3 separate regions of the Mus musculus genome follow, and regions 1 and 3 are each linked to region 2. A link is a contact called in public Hi-C and HiChIP or PLAC-seq data. All regions are on one chromosome and are shown on one strand. Each heading gives the region's core, a stretch centred on a gene start, on an enhancer-like site or on the middle of the called end of the contact. The rest is flanking DNA. Distances are from core to core; before and after follow the strand shown. Region 1 overlaps Ssbp2 (single-stranded DNA binding protein 2). Region 2 overlaps A830009L08Rik (RIKEN cDNA A830009L08 gene). Region 3 holds the start of 4833422C13Rik (RIKEN cDNA 4833422C13 gene).

The links. Hi-C and Micro-C count contacts between places; a contact is called where the count stands out from the background. HiChIP or PLAC-seq counts read pairs in DNA pulled down with a chosen protein or histone mark.
Region 1: an H3K27ac HiChIP or PLAC-seq map of double positive thymocytes shows a contact between it and region 2, with 7 times the contacts expected there. The contact joins two enhancer-like sites. A contact is called at or near these places in 1 of 15 datasets of contacts at CTCF or cohesin (pro-B cells), 29 of 484 Hi-C or Micro-C datasets (the C2C12 cell line, DN3 thymocytes, the HL-1 cell line and 21 more) and 15 of 115 datasets of contacts at active chromatin or transcription factors (the 230-238 cell line, T-cell acute lymphoblastic leukemia, astrocytes and 11 more).
Region 3: a Hi-C map of muscle stem cells shows a contact between it and region 2, with 2.9 times the contacts expected there. The contact joins the promoter of 4833422C13Rik here to the enhancer-like site in region 2. A contact is called at or near these places in 2 of 39 promoter capture datasets (frontonasal cranial neural crest and hippocampal neurons), 2 of 484 Hi-C or Micro-C datasets (the HPC-7 cell line and muscle stem cells) and 1 of 9 other capture datasets (adipose tissue).

What each region holds. Positions count from the first base shown.
Region 1 is chr13:91,695,177-91,697,876 of GRCm38.p6, reverse strand. All of the region lies in intron 16 of Ssbp2 (single-stranded DNA binding protein 2), which reads right to left. Among named protein-coding and RNA genes, the nearest start is that of Gm22778, 27 kb to the left of the region's middle. Within about 2 kb of position 1,401, at least 33 of the 459 cell types and tissues checked have an H3K27ac peak or open chromatin away from gene starts, as enhancers often do. A contact at or near this core is called in the C2C12 cell line, LSK cells, double positive thymocytes and 3 more, where this site is marked.
Region 2 is chr13:91,369,675-91,372,374 of GRCm38.p6, reverse strand. A830009L08Rik (RIKEN cDNA A830009L08 gene) reads left to right here. Exons shown (of 3, transcript NR_045161.1): 3 at 951-2,700. Among named protein-coding and RNA genes, the nearest start is that of A830009L08Rik, 17 kb to the left of the region's middle. Within about 2 kb of position 1,359, at least 412 of the 459 cell types and tissues checked have an H3K27ac peak or open chromatin away from gene starts, as enhancers often do. A contact at or near this core is called in the C2C12 cell line, the HPC-7 cell line, LSK cells and 7 more, where this site is marked.
Region 3 is chr13:91,740,478-91,743,177 of GRCm38.p6, reverse strand. It overlaps 4833422C13Rik (RIKEN cDNA 4833422C13 gene), which reads left to right and starts at 1,306. Exons shown (of 2, transcript NR_015501.1): 1 at 1,306-1,756. Acot12 (acyl-CoA thioesterase 12) reads right to left here and starts at 1,657. Exons shown (of 15, transcript NM_028790.3): 1 at 1,518-1,657. The coding sequence starts at 1,647.

The DNA of each region.
Region 1 (2,700 bases), core at 152-2,651, 330 kb before region 2:
ACCACAATGCTGTGACGTCAGGTCTTACTGTCGGCAACTATTCAGCCAGCCTGGCTCTCCTAGGAGGGTAAAATGGCCCTGTAGATATTGACAGCACTCTCATTTGGCTTAAGGGGAAAAAAGTAGAACCAAAATGTTATTTTAAATATATACCTATTTTGTCTGTTTTTTAAAATATACTTTGAGATAGCAGGTCCTAGTATGAACTTTTAGAGTCTTTTCCTTCTACCACCTAGCTACTATTCTACAGCATCCATTAAACATAGTCACTACGTCTGCTTGAAGGATACTTTAGATCACAACACTTTCCAAGTCTGTTTCTATAAATATTCTGTTTTCTTAATGAGAAATAAAGAGTAGTTATGTTCCTCTGAATATAACATGAAATAACTTAATGCTTATGTGACCACTTAAACTTGGGCTTCCATTGTTTCCCAACAATAGCAGCAGTGGACAGGACAGGCAAGGTAGCATGCCACTATTGCAACTGTGGTACTAATAGCACATCTGCTAATCTGGTTATAGACTAAGGCCACAGGAAAACATTCTTCCAAATCAATCCAACTGCTTTCTTTGAGCTATTTCTGTATCTGCACCACCTAAAATAAGTATTTACAGCCTGTGAACACTAGGGGGCAGCTTTGATTCTTGAAAGGAGACTTGTTTTGTTCACTTGGCCCTGTCGATCATGTTCGCAGTGCTAGCTTTGTGGATTTTGGCATGTTTGTCTTGATGTAATTAAGTCAAGCAGCATGTCGGGAGAGAATGGGTTACTATCTAGTATACAGCAAGCACTGAACAGTTGTTTCCTCATTCTCTGGCCTTTTGGTTTAACCTCTAGGGAGAGAATGGCAGCCTCCAAGGGCAGACTGCTAAACACACAAGCGTCTAGTTCTGTGCCTTAAACTCCAGACTCTGGACTGTCAAGCTGGTATTTTTGAGTTCACTAAATAGTTCCTCATTTTCTTAGTTAAGGTACAAATAAAGTCACTGGAGATAGCTACTTTGTCCTTAAACCCGTGCTTGTAAGCACAGAATCTTTTTCTCTATTGTCCTCTCTCCGTTCACTGCTTGGTCTACTTTAAAATAAACAAAAAAGTGTGGTGGCATTTATATACAGGCAACACGAAGTGTACTCAATGGACTCCACAACAGAACACATGGAACTGGCAGGGAGAAGTGGGGGAGGGGGACAGGAAAGAATTGGAGGGGAAGGATTGAAGGGACAGATTTGAGCAAACATATTGTATGACATCCTTATACAGTAAAAACTGTGGTAATAGAAAGCAAGCCACAGATGACAAAGATACCAGCTGCAGTAGGTGAACTCTCCTTACTGGACAGACCAGAGGACCAAGTAGTCATTAGGACTGAGCACTTCTTTCTAGACTGTGGTAGCCATCAATCACCCTTGCCACACCCCACTGTGCTCAGTCTCTAACCATCAACCAGGAAGGGGATGCAGTGTCTCTGGCTGCTCTCAGCTCTTTTCCCTTTTGTGAACTCTCCTTCTGGGGCAAGAGAGGGAAGGAGGAGCTTCAGAGAGCCTGGTTTTCAACTCCACCCTGTAGTTTTACTTGGCACTGAAGCTCCTCTGAGTTCAGGGCAGCCAGGCCAGGCCAGGCTGATTTTGACAGACTTCCAACAACTTATGAGATGGTCCTAAACTACGCCAGCTATCTCTTATCACATATGTATGTGAAATACGTTTTTATGTTGATGACTGTAAAATAAAAACCATTCAACTCTGAAAAAAATCAGATTCTCTATGTCCTGAAGTAACAAGCATTCAGCGAAAGCCTCTTTACATAAAACACACAAGACAGCATTCCGGAGGCAAAGGCATACAGAGCTCTGTGAGTTCAAGGCCAGCCTAGTCCAAACAGAATTTCTAGGACAGCCAGAACTACACAAAGAACATACACTTGGTCTCTCTCTCTCTCTCTCTCTCTCTCTCTCTCTCTCTCTCTCTCTCATACATCCACTCTCATACACACAGAGAACATTTCATTAGATCTTGTGTTTAATAAATTATAAGAAAGTGCACATCAAAAACCGTTTTAAAATGCATTTCTTTATGATTTGTTACTAGTAAGTGCTTGATTTGTCTGTCTGTTTTCCACCTACGTGCTTCAGGTTGCAAGTGGGACGTTCAAGGGGCCCATCATGACCAGCATTTGAACAGATTCTGTCAGAGTGAGCCACTCAGTGCTGGCTTTTTGTGTCTTTTATGTCACTTAACACACTGTCCTCTGGTTTGGTCAGAGTTGTTCAACAGAGTGGTATTCTATTACATAAGGCTCTATTTTTAATCCACAGTTTACTTCACCCCTTTGCTGTCAACAGTGTACTACAGAATGCATACATGTTAGTCCCCTGTGATCATCTGTTAGCAGAACTGTACTCCTGACTGACACACATGCTATGCTCCTCACTCTGGAATACAAAAGGAGATAAATGTGTTTTATTAGATAAAGTGAACATTAAAAATGACTGGCTTGTCCTTGTTCCAGGGGAAACAGAGACCATGGTCCTAAAATAATGCCTCTTGTAATCTCACATGTGGCTTAAACCCTGAGCTGTCTCCTGATTTTTCTTGCTTACTCACTGATGGCTAGGCTATCTCATGTAATTTTATCTACCTTCTTTGTCCTACTAATCATATAAAGCAAATTAGAGAGCAGAAGAAAAAAAAACCCT
Region 2 (2,700 bases), core at 110-2,609:
TGCATTGCTGGACCCAGCTTGAGAGCTTCCTAAAATATCCCTGGGGCTGATGCAATAGCAGTTTGTGGCGGAGCTGCATTGCCATGTGGTGATGGAATAACCTGGTGATGTAGAGGGAGCCTTTTAAGTCTTCGTGGGATCTGACCCAACGAGCCCTACTGAGAACAAGCCAGGTGGCACAGTGGTTAGTTCTCCGGTGTGGGAAGAATGGCGTTCCCCTTCACCCATCTACATCACTGCTCAGCCAGGGCATGGCAACTCTCAGGAGGGCAGTCCTGAGCAGTCCTGAGCAGTCCTTTCACAACCCTTCAGCTCTCTGAATGTCAAGAGATGCAAGGTTACCTAGTCCACCTTCACCCTGAAGAGAGCCCCCTGCTCTAGAATACCTTCTGGGTGACGACCAACTTGTGTTAGGGAAAGGAAGAGGAGCCCCTGGTCTGAAAGAAGAACTGAAAGATATTAGGACACAGTAGCACCCTAAGCTAGGCTATGGTCATCTCCAAATAAAAATGGTTGCTCAAGTTCTATGCCAGCTCTGGTTGTGCACAACAATTTGAATTTTCCATTGTGACTTCATCTTGCCAAAGAGTAAAACTCTTTTCTCCCTCTCCCAGGCCATTCTGTCTCTTAGAGGGTCAAGTGGGTCTGGCCCGAAGGGAAAAAAAATCCCCTTTACTAAAATGTAAAGTGCCAATCACCCCTACCTTCATCCCCACCCCTGATGCCCAAAGTGCTCAAAACTAAAATCTGCTGCATCTTTTCAGCAAGTAATCAACACAAGTTGAAAGACACATGCTGTTGCATTTCTGATCAGATTGTATGTGAGGCAGGAAAATATACTGCCCCCGTGCCCCTCCCCGCCTCATTTTAAAACATTTTTTTGGGGGGTGGCTAAATGCATGTCTGTTTAAAGAAGCCACCAGGCAGTGCCTCTCACTTTGTCTTGGCAGGGCACAACCATCAGACGAAGTGGGAGGAAGAAACATTAACTTCAACAGCTGTTTCTTGACCCCGGCTGTCAGTCTTCCCAAGAATAAATTTTGGAGAGTCCTATTTGAAACAAAGAGGGAGTTTTGGGGGAGAGAAAAGTTGGTTGGTTCCAGGGCAGCCGCCCAAAGAAGCAGGGAACAAGATGTTTGCAGTTACCACGCAGCCTGCAAGCCTCTGCCGGGTGCAGGCAAGGAGCAAAGTAACTTGAAAGCTCCCCTCTCGGCGCCCTGTGCCTGCAGCTTCCCCCCCTAACGCGCGCCCAGATCCAGCGCCGGTGGTAAGAGCCGAAGCTCGACTACAGTAATTCCCCAGCTCGGGCGGCTTGAAACTGCTCGGGCTGAATAGCATTTGCTGTTCCGTCCTGTGGCAGCCTCCCGCCGCCGCTGCCGCGCTCCCTGCAAAGCAGCTCTCATTATCCCGGAAGTTGTGCTGACACAGTCTCGCTGCCACCAGAAGTTTGTCAACATCAAACTTCTCCTGTGTGGGGTACGTTCACCTTCCACGAGTATTTAATCGAGCCAACAAGCAAACAAACAAACCCAAATAAACCTGCCCGTGATGTCATGGTCTTTTTTTTTCCCCCCTCTCTCTTTCCTGGAAAGGCTGGGGGCTTTTGGGAATTTGCTGGTGGGCTCTGAGAGCGACTGTGGGTTTCTAGAGGCTGGGTTGGGGCGGGGGGCAGGGACCTGCTCGAGTGGGCAGTGAGAAAGGGGCTGCGGGGCACTTGGGGCTGGAGGCTGGAGGGCTTGCAGAGAGAACTGGGGCCGAGCGGCAGATTGGTCCTGCAGCCTGTTGGCTTCCGCTTGTTTTTGAGGTTGCACCAGTTGGGCGAAGGTGGCTTTGCATCCTAGCCCCGCCACAAAGGTTATTTGAAAGCAGTGGCTAGGCAAAGTAGAAGAGTGCCTCCCCACCGCCTATGCCCACTGTGCATTTAAAACTCTTACAGGACGTTTAAACCTTTTTCGGAATAAAGGGCGTTGAGGTCATAAAATGAATTTTGAGACTTCACACTGCCACACAAGGGGAATCCTGGGATATAACCATTTCTGTCCTTAGTGGGTCTGTTCAGATACCAAGATGAACTCTCTAAACTTCAGACTCCGTGCCCTTTCAGCTCTCCTCTATAGTTTAAGTTGCCAGGCACCTGGTTTGGGTGTTTGTGGTTTACAGTTGCTCCCCACTTAGATGCTTGGTGCTACCCCCAAAGCTAGGGTGAGGAGTGGACAAGGCAGCTGGGATGAACCCTTTCCCTTTCATACATACGTTTAGACATTCCATCCTGCTCAGTTTGGGTGGGCCTGAAAGAACTGAGAGGGAATGGGCCTTCTTGAAGCTTGGGCACCACAGTTTTTCCAGCAAGGGGCTGATGAAAGGAGTTGCTGATCCTGACTTTGGATTTAATTTCTGGGGGCTAGAGCTACTGCATTCAAATCCAGGACCTTAGATAATGGGGGTGATACCCCCCCATTTCCAAGGTTATACACGGGTAACCACAAGGGTCCAGTGTCTCAACAGTGGGCAGACCAAAGCCTGGCTCCTTGAATTGGAGTCGTATCCACAGAAGAGACAGCAGTATTCTTCCCTATCCTCAAAAATAAATTTGAGTGGAAATAAACATCTCCGAAGAGAAATTATCCAACTCTACCCTTGCTGGAACGGGGAGGAAGTTGAATCCACTTAGAGAGCCAGGAGCTAAGTTTTTCTTCTTGC
Region 3 (2,700 bases), core at 57-2,556, 370 kb before region 2:
GATGATGGGAAGATACAGAGAGGTCCTGAGTGGGAATCAGAGATATGATTCATGTATTGAAAGTTCACTGTGCATAGATAAGAGATCCCAGGGAATCGAGATAGCACTAGGACACCAAAAGACTTTCTTCTGAAGGGAGCGTGGCAAGGCTTGCTTGTATCCAAGACTATCACTGGTCCAAAGATGAGAGAAGTCAGCATGGGCACAGGAAATTCATGTACTGCTCAACCTAGGCTTTTAGTTAGAAAGCCATTTATATTACAACACACTGGTTTTAAAAGCAGGCCTTTCTTTTATCTTTAGGCGTAAGTCGGTCACAGTCAGATCATAAATCATAACAATGCTGAGCAGCTGCCTTTTCTGGGGTGGCCATAGCACAGCATTATGGACTGGGTGGCTTGGACAATAGACATTCGGTTTCTCAGAGTTCTGAAGGCTGTCAGGTCCACCAGACTGGTGAAAACTCTCTTCCTGGTTTGCAGGCCGGCTCTTGCTGCGGCCTCACGTGTCACGTGCTTCTAAGATCTAAAAGACTTAGTGCCCTGAGATGAGGTTGTGTTCTTCTCATCTCTTTAATCCTCGATTATACGACACAGCCACACCACGGTACTTGCTGTCACTTTCAAAATACAAACTTCAGAGATGGCATGGAGAGAGACATCATTCAGTCCTTATTAGATGATTTTGTGCCACCACCCCCAACGCTTAGTGCTGGGATGGAAATCACACCGGCCTCAAGCAAGCTAGGCAAGCCCTTCGCAACTGGATTATACCAGCAGGCCTTCTTACTCCCATTCTCTCTCAGGAATATCAAGTTTCCCCTGCCTGCCTAACAGTAAATGGTAGTAAACTGAACACAGAAGAGAACCTGGCAAAGGAGCAATCAAGCTTTTAAATCATGAAAAGCATGAATTCTGACCAGTTGTGCAAGAACACTTTTGCTGTTGCAGTAAATAATGTAGTTGTTTGTTAAGAAAATATAGTAACATGTGCACATTTGTGTGTGTGTGTGTGTGTGTGTGTGTGCGCGCGCGCGCGCGCGCGCCTATGAGACTACAAAGTGAATTGGGGTTTCATGCTTGCAGTGTGAACACTTTTTCCAGCCTCAGTTCTACTTAGTCAATAAACTCTATCTTTAGAATTTTAAATATGGTTAAGTACAGATATACGCAATCTATATAGCAAAGTCTTTGCGTGGAGGCGGGGAGAGGATGTCTTCACTTTGTTTTGTGAGTTGAAAGGAATCCAGCCAAATAAACATGTGAGAACCACTAGTCTAGGTCGCTGTCAGCAGCTATCTTAGTCATTCCTGTCTGCGGCTGCTCTCAGCTCTGGGAACACTGCCCTTTACTTTGCTTCCTTCCTTTTCCCACGCTCTCTCTGGCTTCCACGCCAGCCTAGCGCATCCCTAATTTCAGACACTCCAGTCCTTCAGGATCCCCGGACAGTATCACCTCCCTGGCCACCAGCAGCAGCCCTCCCCGACCGACGGTGCCCTCGCGTGGGCCGGCACCTACCCGCCAGGCAAGCGGTGGTGTCCATCCACTTGAGCAGCTGCCCTGCGCTCAGCTCGCCGCGGGAGTCGGCATGAGCCGGCTGGATGGCCTGGCTCATGAGCACCTCACCCGGCGCCACCATCGACTCCATCGTCCTGGCTGAGAGAACCCCAGACGCCAGCAGCAGGCCATCCCGATCCCCTGGGGCCCGCCCCCGCTCCAAAGGGCGCTGCCCGCGCCCGCTGCCAGGTGCTTAGGAGGTGAGAGGTCAGGGTCCTACGAGTCAGCCGGGGACTGTCGCGAGGAGGGCGAGGAGGGCGAGGAGGGTGAGGGAGTAGAGTACGCCAGCCTCTCTCGGAGCAGAACAGGAGCGCTGCCCTAGCTCCAAAACGCATGGGGCAGAGACAGGTGTTTCTAGAATGCAGGACAATGGTCATCATCAGAAGACCTTGGCAGAGGAGGGAGCTTTAGAAGGGATTGCATGCTCTCCGGAGAGGGCAGAGCCTTTGCTGTGGAAATGTTTTAGAGAGCTTGGCTTCTGTTTTTTGTTGCTTGGTTGGTTTAGTAGTTGGCCTTTTTCCCCCTGACAGACATTGCAACACTTACTGCTCCGGCCTTTGTTTAAACTCTACCTACAGGTTCTTAGGACACTACAGCGGCTCCAAAGATCATTTTGTTAGGAAACTGATTACACTGCCAAACAAACTGAAAAACAAACGTCCCGAGGAGCTGGAGGGTGTAGTGCATCAGTCACCAAAACTAGAGAAGGCAACATTCTGAGTTTTCTAGTGTCCCCCCACCCCAACGTTCATGGGAGAAAAATCTAGGACACTGTATATGAACTCGAGGCCCACACTCAAGGCTAGCAGGTGCTATACTTTGTAGAGTGTCAGCCACTGGCTTTACAAAGCAGGTCTTTTGGGGGAAACGGGATCAAAACCCTTCAGTGGCTCTCGGATCTGAGGATGGAGTAATGGAAGCCTGGAGGGGTGAGGTGGCTTGTCTGGTACTACCTAAAACATCAGGACGAGGTGGCAGGAACCAGGGCCTCCTGACTGTCCTGGGACCTCACTGACGCCTGGGAATATTGCTGCACTTTCAGCATTAGGTCTCTGGCCACCGAGCTCAGCCTGAGAGCATCAAAGACAGTCTGGGTCTTTAAAGATTTTTTTTAGAAATTATTATTTTAAAGTATGTGTATGTA